2 separate regions of the Zea mays genome follow, and region 2 is linked to region 1. A link is a contact called in public Hi-C data. All regions are on one chromosome and are shown on one strand. The core of a region is the stretch at or near the end of the contact, and the rest is flanking DNA. Distances in the headings are between cores, read along the strand shown. Region 1 holds the start of LOC103641142 (probable LRR receptor-like serine/threonine-protein kinase At1g56130). Region 2 holds the start of LOC103641148.

Region 1 (4,647 bases), core at 100-2,599:
TAGTTTGTTTATTTGAATTTCTTCGGAAAAATCAGATTTGAACTGCAGGTCACTCGAAACTTGGAAAACCGTGAATGCAAAAATGATATCCATGCTACATAGCACAAGTTACGACCGATTTCAGGAGCGGTCCGGAAACTTCGAGCACCATGCTCACTCAACATGGCCGTGAACTTGCCATACAACTGTTTAAAAAATTTATAAAACACAAACAAACTTAGAAAATCATGAAACTTGTCCACATGTCATGATATCATATGTAGAGTCTGTGATAAAAAATTTAGAATGTTTGGAGAAAGTTGTGAGACACTATGTGTAGAAACCTAAGAGAACCACACATGAAATCATAGAGTTTCAATGTGGATCTCTTAGGTTTGTACACATAGTGCGTTACAGCTTTCTCGAAACTTTTTCAAATTTTTATCACAGCCTCTACATATGATATCATGACACGTGGACAGGGTTCATGATTTTCTGACTTTGTTTCTGTTTTATACAATTTTTAAACACCTGGATGGCAAGTTTACGGTCATGTTGAGTGAGCATGGTGCTCGAAGTTTCCGGTTCGCTCCTGAAATCGGTCGTAACTTGTGCTATGTAGCATGGATATCATTTTTGCATTCACGGTTTTCCAAGTTTCGAGTGACCTGCAGTTCAAATCTGAATTTTCCGAAGAAATTCAAATAAACAAACTAAATGTACTAGCTATAGAAAAAACTGTTATAATTGTCCCAAAATGGTACATGTAGGTCTACATAGTGTAGAAACATACCACAAAAATTTTGGTGACCAAAATAAAAAAAATTAAAATATGCTTTGCCGAGTGTCTACAGAGGACACTCGACAAAAACTATGTTTGCCGAGTGCCCGATATTTGACACTCGGCAAAGACTGACGGCCGTCAGTTGTAGACGGCCGCTAACGGCCCTTTGCCGAGAGCCATGTTTGCCGAGTGCTTGACCCTCGGCAAAGAAGTCTTTGTCGAGTGCTCGGCTGTGCCGAGTGTCCTACACTCGGTAAACTAGCTCTTTACCGAGCGCAGGACGTTGCCGAGTGCGGCACTCGGTAAAGCCGGATTTGCCGAGTGCCCGATAAAAAGCACTCGGCAAAGCCACCGGCACTCGGCAAAGGCGCGAATTCCGGTAGATATACTAATATCTTTTGTAGAGATCTTCACATTAAAACCTGCACTGAAGCTAGCGTCGTCAATACCAGTTCTAAATTAACCGTAACAAAAAAATTGTTGGACTGAAGCTGCATACTCCGGTAGTGTTGCATCACCTATCGACCGAATTCACCCCATGCAACTATCAATTAAAATCGCATGCATCAAGGAGAGCACGAGATTAACAGTTGGTCAATGTTCAAAGTCGCTGCTGGCTCTGCAAGGATAGGAACGTAGTACACAAAAAGTACTGCCGTCGCTATCGCTCTCGAGTGGTATGTATGAACCTGCTGACAGGGAGACGACAATCAGATGCGCGAAGGAAGAGAACACAACGCACGCCGCTGCTAGTCAGCTTTCTGCATGATGGTGATTGCTGATATTTTGATCCTTAAATAAACACCTTTTATTTGCTTCTCTGCAGAGAACGAACGAGGGAGCGAGCGAGATGGATATGGCAGGCCGCAGCAGGTGCAGGTGCAGCAGCCATGGACGACTCCTCTGGCTGCTTCTCGCGTGCTCGTGGGTGGCAGCCGCGAGAGGCCAGCAAACAGCACGGACTGATCCAGCCGAAGGTACGTACGTATATAAATGTGCATGTCGGCGTGTAGTCTCTCCAAGACCTATATATATTGGCAGCTAGCCCCTCGCGCGTGTAAATCTCATACTCTAGTAGTAGTAGTGCTTGCAGAAACCACATCTGATATCTCCCACACAAATTTCTTGTGCAAGCTAAGTGAAATCCTACATGTATATGATGTGTTTTTTTTTGGACGGACGCAAAATTTTCATTCGTGCGCAAAGCATATATTATATACTATATTTTTTTCCGTATGCGTGCAATTGTGCAGCGGCGGCACTGAGCACGATCCTGGGGCGATGGGGGCTGAAGGCGTCGCCGGGGTGGAACATCAGCGGCGAGCTCTGCAGCGGCGTCGCCGTCGACGACACCGACGTCGACAACAGCCCCACCATCAACCCGAGCATCAAGTGCGACTGCTCCTACGACGACAACACCGTTTGTCACATCACCAAACTGTAGGCTCTTCCTCACTTCCGATCCTCATCCTCATCCTCTCCGGCTCTCCCCCTCCCGGACCACCCGCGTCGATCTGCCACCGGAGCTCACCCACCGTCTGCTCGACGAAACGCCTGAGCGGGGCTTAATTGTTACGTTATTGACTTTGGCACTGGAGAAACGTTTTTCCCATATAGACGCTCCTTGTATTTCAACCTATATATGTATGAGATGATGTCTCGATCGCTTTGACATGTTATTTGCTTCTGCAGGAGAGTGTATGGCTTGAATGTTGTCGGCCAGATACCAGCCGAGCTGGAGAACCTCACCTATCTCAGTAACCTGTATGGCATCTAACTTGTATATATTCTCAAGTTTCTTTTTTTTTCTGAATAAAGCACTCCCAACAATTATTCACAGTAATGCCCCCATATTTGTCTACCAAGAATCAGTTAACACTGCTACTTTTTATCTGGCTAACTGGCCTGGTGGCTTTGATGATGTTTCAGGAACCTGATGCAGAATTATTTGACAGGTCCCGTGCCTTCATTCATCGGGAAATTTCCCATGCAGTATTTGTAAGGATTATATTTCAAATCTTTCTTGTGCCTCGTTTACTAGCTAGCTACTGCTTTGTGTTAACCATACTTTTTTTTCGAAATTTTTGCAAGATCTCTGGCTATCAATCCGCTATCTGGAACACTTCCAAAGGAACTTGGGAACCTTACTGATCTTATCTCACTGTAACAGTTCTCCACTTACTTTTACTTTAGCTGATAAGTCTACTATAACTATAAAGCACGAGAACCTTACTGATTTTATCTCACTGTAACAGTTCTCCACTTACTGTTTACTTTAGCTGATAAGTCTACTATAACTATAAAGCACGAAAACCCAAGACGTTCAGCTCAAAACAAGCGACTAGCTTGTACCTAGAGCACATGTATGTTTGTGTCATATAAAGAAGATATACTATAAATACATATACTAATAATTGGGGAAAATGTAATCTTGGTTGAATAAACATCTCATTTAAGCAAAATCTACCTATACGATATATATAGAATCTGTAGCAATGTACGGGTAACTAACTAGTTATACATTAAACATGCTAACTGGTAGTATCGATGATATTACGGTAACTGGAGAGGTTGTAGGGGTAGGTGACCATTGGCTAGGGCTCGAACCTTGCCATGAGGACGCACATGCGGGAGAGAGAGAGAGCAGGAAAGGCACACAGGAGAAGCCTAGCAACAATTTTGTTGCTTTGCTTGATTTCCTCAACCATTGCTTAGGAATATTTATCCCTTCCTAATACACACCAATCTAGGAAATAAACCAATCCTTAAACTTGTCGCTAAGTGTCAACCCGGTCCATAAACTTTTAAAGTGTGCTAACCCGGTCCTTAAACGATGTTTGGGTCTCAATTACATCCAAACAGCGTTTATGGAAAAGAGAGAAGAGATACATGCTGACATGTGGGGTTCATATGTCAACCACGACTCGTATGGATGTAATTGAGACCCAAACAGTGTTTAGGGACCGAGTTGACACTCTTTAAAAGTTTATGGACCCGGTTAACACTGAGCAACAAGTTTAAAGACCGAAAATATATTTTACCCATTGAAAAATGAACCAATCAAGGATAATTGGGCTTGGCCTTGTTGCCTAGCCATCGATGTGTTGGTGTCGTACGTTGCTACTTGACATTGGACTATATTTAGTACTAGGTGAAAAAAACACACATCTTCAAATAATAAATATTGGCACATCAATATCATTCCCACCTTTTATATGGTGTTTCAAATGGCTCACCCAACAAAAAAAGTATGCCTATTTTCTGTTAGAGTAAAATACACTGGTGGTTCCTAAATTTGTAGTGTTGTATCATCCCAGTTTCTAAACTCCCAAAGTGTACATTTAATGTCCCTAAAGTTGTGAAGTTGTATCGTTCCAGTCCCTAAACTCTCAACATGTACATTTGGGTTCTTATACTTGTATGGTTTTGTGTCATCTGGGTCTTTAAATTTGTTTTTTGGTGTCATCAAAGGTCCAAACTCCAAAAACAAGTTTACGAAAAGAGGTGACACACCTATAGAAGTATAGGGACCCGAAATGTGCATGTTAAGAGTTTAGAGACTGTGACAATATAATTCCATAAGTTTAGGGATCTTGTATGGGCATTTTGAAAGTTTAAGAACCGAGATGATACAACGCTATAAGTTTAGGGACCGCCAGTGTATTTTATTCTTTTTGTTATTAGCATTATATACATGTCATGTGTGTTGCAGTCTAAACTACTTACTTTTCTTTCAGGGGCATTAGCTTGAACAACTTTACTGGTGAACTTCCGCCTGAACTGGGCAACTTGTCCAAACTGGAGCAAATGTAAAATGCATCTTCACAACAGGAATTGCTCATTTTTATCGGCCCGCACAATTTTAGGCGGCCTAGCGGTAGCCG
Region 2 (5,097 bases), core at 920-3,419, 740 kb after region 1:
GGGTCCGGACCCACTGCTGATATCCTGGAATATATCGTCTTATCTGGCCACGTGACGGCCCTGGAGCTATCCACATGGTGGGGTCGGGTGCTGTTCACCACGCGACTAGAGATAGTCGCGTGGGCACCGTGTCTTCATACTGTAGTAAGGGGTACCCCTGATTTAGGGTACCGACACACACTTTTGGATTACCATATCCTCTTTCGGCACTCTTGCCTTCCATTGAACAATTCAACCACTCGCAATTTTTTATCTCCCTATATCTCTTCAACGGAAATCCAACTTCATATGCATATCGGCTATAGAATTGGTACGCCTCGTCCACATTACTAAATGTCATACCGACCTTTGGTACCAATTCTTGATCTATACTATCATCCTATTCAATTAATGGAGTCGTCATGCAGTGCACATATATACAAAATAATCTTTCAACATGGTGAATTTCTAGGACTTCATAACTTGCACGGACAATATAACAAATACATGGGTATTCTGTGACTTCATAACTTGCACGGACTGTATAACAAATACATGGGCATTCCGTAAACTTACATGGCTTTGGAGAATGTGTGGTGTGTCCTGCTCATGTTCACCAATTGTCCTCATGGGTATCCTCTGAGTTGCTCCCACCAAACTTGGATGAACTGTGTTGCTGTCTTCAAGAATTCCTTGCACCGGTAACGCAGCCGGGGGAGTTACAGCATGCCGGCCATCTGACCTACAGGGTGCCGTCGTCGCCATAGCTTCTCTGATCCCCTGGCCGTCGCCATCGTGTATGCCCTAACTCTCCCAGGGCATTGAACAAAAGCGGCGGCGTGTAGCCCGTTTTTTACAGCTATCCTCCTATACTCACCTAAACCGTTCTGGCCCATATTCATGGCATGTTCCAAATATCCTGTGTGATTTGTATGTCACGAGATTTACGTGAACCGACATGTTACGATTACCTGCCAATTGTGTTACAGCTTCATAAACATGGCTCACCACCACGTGCGACCCCACCACGTTCCCGGATGACGCGCGCGACACCCCCACTACCCGATCTGACCACACATGTCGCGTCAGATGGATATGCATTTGTTATTGGTAATTTAAACAAGCATAAAAGCCGAACCACCTCCTGATCACGTCCCGAGACACAACTATGCCAATTTACGCAGCCAATATCGGCAAAATACGCAAGCATAAACGCGCGACCCACGTTTGACATCTACGATCCCGTCGTACCCGAGCACCCCCACTATTACCATTTACGCATTCGTTTCATTCAAATTCCGTATGCATAAACGCGTAACTGCCCACGTACGACCCCACCATGACTCGGTGCATGCGCGCGGTACTCCCACCACCTGCCACGTCGTCCCGCGCCCGCACACCTACCCTGGCCGGGGCTCTCTCCAGTAATGGAAGCCCAACCCTATATATATATATATATATATATATATATATATATATATATATATATATATATATATATATATATATATATATATATATATATATATATATATCATTGTGGGTTCGTATGTTTGCGGGCACGGGTATAATATTTTCATACCCATGAGAAAAACCCGTCGGGTTGAGAATGAAACACATACCCCACGGGTACAAACTAATACCTAAATCTGTATCTTATAGTGTTTTTCCACGTGGGTAAAATATGCCCGTTGCCATCTCCAGGGGAGAGGAAACTCCCCCACATACGGGAAAGCACTATTCATCACATAGATTCATCGCATAAGTTAATTACATCATTCCTTTATGATATTTATCTTGTTTAAGCTCCGAAATATGAAAAAATTATGAATTGAGGCACATCTCTTCTGCTTTTAGATGATGTCTAAGGTCGATTCAGTAGTTTACAATATCACAATCCTAAACATAACTACTTTTTTTTTCACATATACTCCATCCGATTAAACAATTGAATCTTTGAAAAGCACACAGATATGGTATGGTCGTATGGAACATTATATTCCTCAGCATTTTACTCCCAAAGTAGTAAAAGAACACACGGACGTTGGCATATCAAGCTCGTAAAAGACCTTTCATTGCACGTGTCGTGTACTGCCTGCCCATCTTTTAGATGGACGCATTTCCTTCTGTCACAGGTCAACGTGCAGAAAAAAACGGCGGATGAAAAGAGCAACAACAAATCCAATCATCGAATCCGGTAGTGTGCAAGAGCGATCAAGAGAGTGCTTGCGTGCGCTGTTTTGGTAAAGTGGAGAGGAAGGCGAGTAGAGCCAGCTGACGAGTGACGCCACGCGTGCGTGCGTGCTGTGCCTGCCTGGCGGGCTTCTGGCCTTCTCCTCCCTCTCTGCACGGGGAAAAGAATAGAAAGGAGCCTTCCGCTCTCACGACGTCTCGACCCGTCGACCGCTTCGCCACCACAACCCCGCCGGAACCCTAACCCTAGCAGCGGGAGCCCCATCCGCCGGGCCGTACCGATGGGACGGTGAGTCATCCGTGCTCCCCCCCCGCGCCCTACTACTCCTTCCCACTATCCCTCGCTCCCTCCCTCTCCCACGGGCCTCTCGGGTGACGGGTGGAGAGGGCGTGCCGGTACACGGTGGGATTCGGTGTCCTCCGGGAGGTTTGGTCTGGTCCGGTTGGGAAATCTGGTGTGGGATTTATGCTGTTCTTTTTACTGGGTTCAGTGTGTGTGTATGTGTGGAAATTGCGGGCTCCGCTTCTGGGTGGGTGGGCTGGGAAGAAGTTCGGTGCGGTAAGCAGTGGCGCACGGGGAAGATCGTAACTTTAGGTCGAGACGAGTAGGAATTCAAGTTCCATTTTTCCTTGGGTTTTTTACTAGGCTAGTGCCTAGTGAACTTGGAGTATGTGATTTGCTCTTCTGGTGGAATTTGGGTTTGGAGATGTCCCGTTTTTCGGGTTCATAGGACAAAAAAAAAGTATATATAACCAGTGGTCTGGTGGTGGAGTGATGGATGGATGGAGGGAGATGAAGTGACTAGTGAGCACCATGCGGTTCCTACCACGAAACCATGCCTTCAGCCCGGTTTTAACCCATCTGGCGTGAATTTTTTACTTTTGTTTTTGCCTAATGCCATTCTGCAAACACTTCTGCCGCCTGCTGGCACATTTGTTGCCCTGGTGGTATATGACTGTCCGTAGATTTAACTTGTCCTTTCTTTTTATTACTTGCTGTGTTTCATGAAACTCCTAAATCCTACCAAATTTCACTTATAAAAAAACACTAGCGTGAGGTAGACTTTTTGTGACAAAATTGGCGCTGTAGCAAAGTTTATTATCATAAACATTGGAAGCACACAGCAGCCTCAACCGCTCCTACGATAACAATTGATGAATTGTCTGTCCTCTGCTTTAGGGGGTGTTTGAATTCACTAGAGCTAATAGTTAGTTAGCTAAAAATATACGAGTAGAATTAGCTAGCTAACTAGTAGCTAATTTACTAAAAATAGCTAATAGCTGAACTATTATCTCTAGTTCATTCAAACACCCCCTTACTCCAATTTTATCTTGTTGAGGATCTGAGAACATAGACGTAATTTGGTGCATAGGCAGTGTAGCAAGAGAAAAAAAATGGGACTTTACGTCAGGATGCGTTGTAATTAAAAGTTCCTGTTTTTGGATTTCTAGGCTAGTGACTGGTGGACCAAGTTCAGGTGAAATTGGGGTTCACACTTCAAAATGTCTACTTTTTGGGGGGGTTTGTAGAAATATAACTAGTGCTCTGGATGGATCGAATGTGGATGGACAGAGATAAAAGGTGAACATGGGAGATTGTTTGATGAAATCTGGCCTTCATGTATGTTTGGGCTCATTTAACAAACCTTTTTAGTTTCCTTTTGTCTAATGGCCAATGCTTTCATCCTTGACATACTGAATTCTATGAACACATGCATTGGATTGGAAATTTTCTTGACTATACTGTGTTAAGCAATTTCTAATAGATTTATTATGTATTAAGACAATCATTAACTTTTCATTGCTTTGGATCATGAAACTCTCAAATCCTACTGAAGTTTTCTTATAAAACAGGCACATAGATTGAGTTGCATGTGAATTTTTTTGGTGTGGAAGAGTTTCTTACAAGCAGTAAAAGCACTCAGTAGCCTCAACCAGTTCTCTGTTAACAATTGAATTACCTTCCCTCTGGTTTACTCCAACTTCCTCTTGTCGAGGGTCTGAGAACATTGTCACCCATTCACAATGTTATTATATCGTCAAATACGGACCTAGTCGACAAGGTGTTGATTAGTGGTTAGTCGCATTTAATCGTCGAACAGGCTTGATTAGTCGAGTTTAGTCGTTGGTATAGTTGTTCTAAATATGTATACCAGGATTGATATGCTAGGTGTACATTTGTACTATGCAATATTATTCAATAGTCACTTGTGAGATTTGATCTGTGAACTGTCCATGTTCCAAACTCCATATTGCCGCGTCCTTGCTGACTCGCTACTGAAACTGAAACAACAAAATGAAAGAAAAAGAACTGAAGTACGTAGATGAAAAGGAAGAGTGTAACAAAGGAGCAGTACAATGCTAGAGTCAACTCTAGTCTCTAGAGCAGCTAGCCAAGCCCTTAGCCAAGAGCAGAGCAGTATACACTGTACACTATACACTAGACAGTAGAGGCTGTAGAGCACACAATTATTTGCTGAACCATAGTAGCAAGCATACAACCATAGTAACCAAACAAGTTCAGTGCATAATTATACAGTGTCATCAAATGATAAAAGCTGAAGGCTCAGCTCAACACACTGTCGCACTCGCACACAAACACCAACATCCAACAGTTCTTCCAAAGCAGCTAGCCATCCATCTAACTAGGGATGTAAATGGTACAGATATTATCCGTTCGAATTCGATTCATCTAGAGGGCTGACATCCGATTCGTATCTGAGTCCAGTTATTCAGTATCCAATCCGTATCTGATCTATATCCATATCCGTATACTCAAAGTTGGATATTTAAGATGTGGATATCTATTCAAATCTTATCCGACACAACTCAACAATATCCGTATCCGATCCGAAGAGAAAATATGAAAACAAATATGGAACGAGTAATATCCATCCATATCCGATACGATTACATCCCTACATC

What was found. Hi-C and Micro-C count contacts between places; a contact is called where the count stands out from the background.
Region 2: a contact with region 1 is called in a Hi-C map of ear, with 2.0 times the contacts expected there. The contact joins the promoter of LOC103641148 here to the promoter of LOC103641142 in region 1. A contact is called at or near these places in 2 of 25 Hi-C or Micro-C datasets (ear and tassel).

Annotation. Positions count from the first base shown.
Region 1 is chr10:64,157,482-64,162,128 of Zm-B73-REFERENCE-NAM-5.0, forward strand. LOC103641142 (probable LRR receptor-like serine/threonine-protein kinase At1g56130) reads left to right here and starts at 1,350. Exons shown (of 25, transcript XM_008664510.3): 1 at 1,350-1,440; 2 at 1,590-1,740; 3 at 2,017-2,203; 4 at 2,456-2,527; 5 at 2,693-2,761; 6 at 2,855-2,926; 7 at 4,501-4,572. The coding sequence starts at 1,614.
Region 2 is chr10:64,900,650-64,905,746 of Zm-B73-REFERENCE-NAM-5.0, forward strand. It overlaps LOC103641148, which reads left to right and starts at 2,170. Exons shown (of 9, transcript XM_008664519.2): 1 at 2,170-2,461.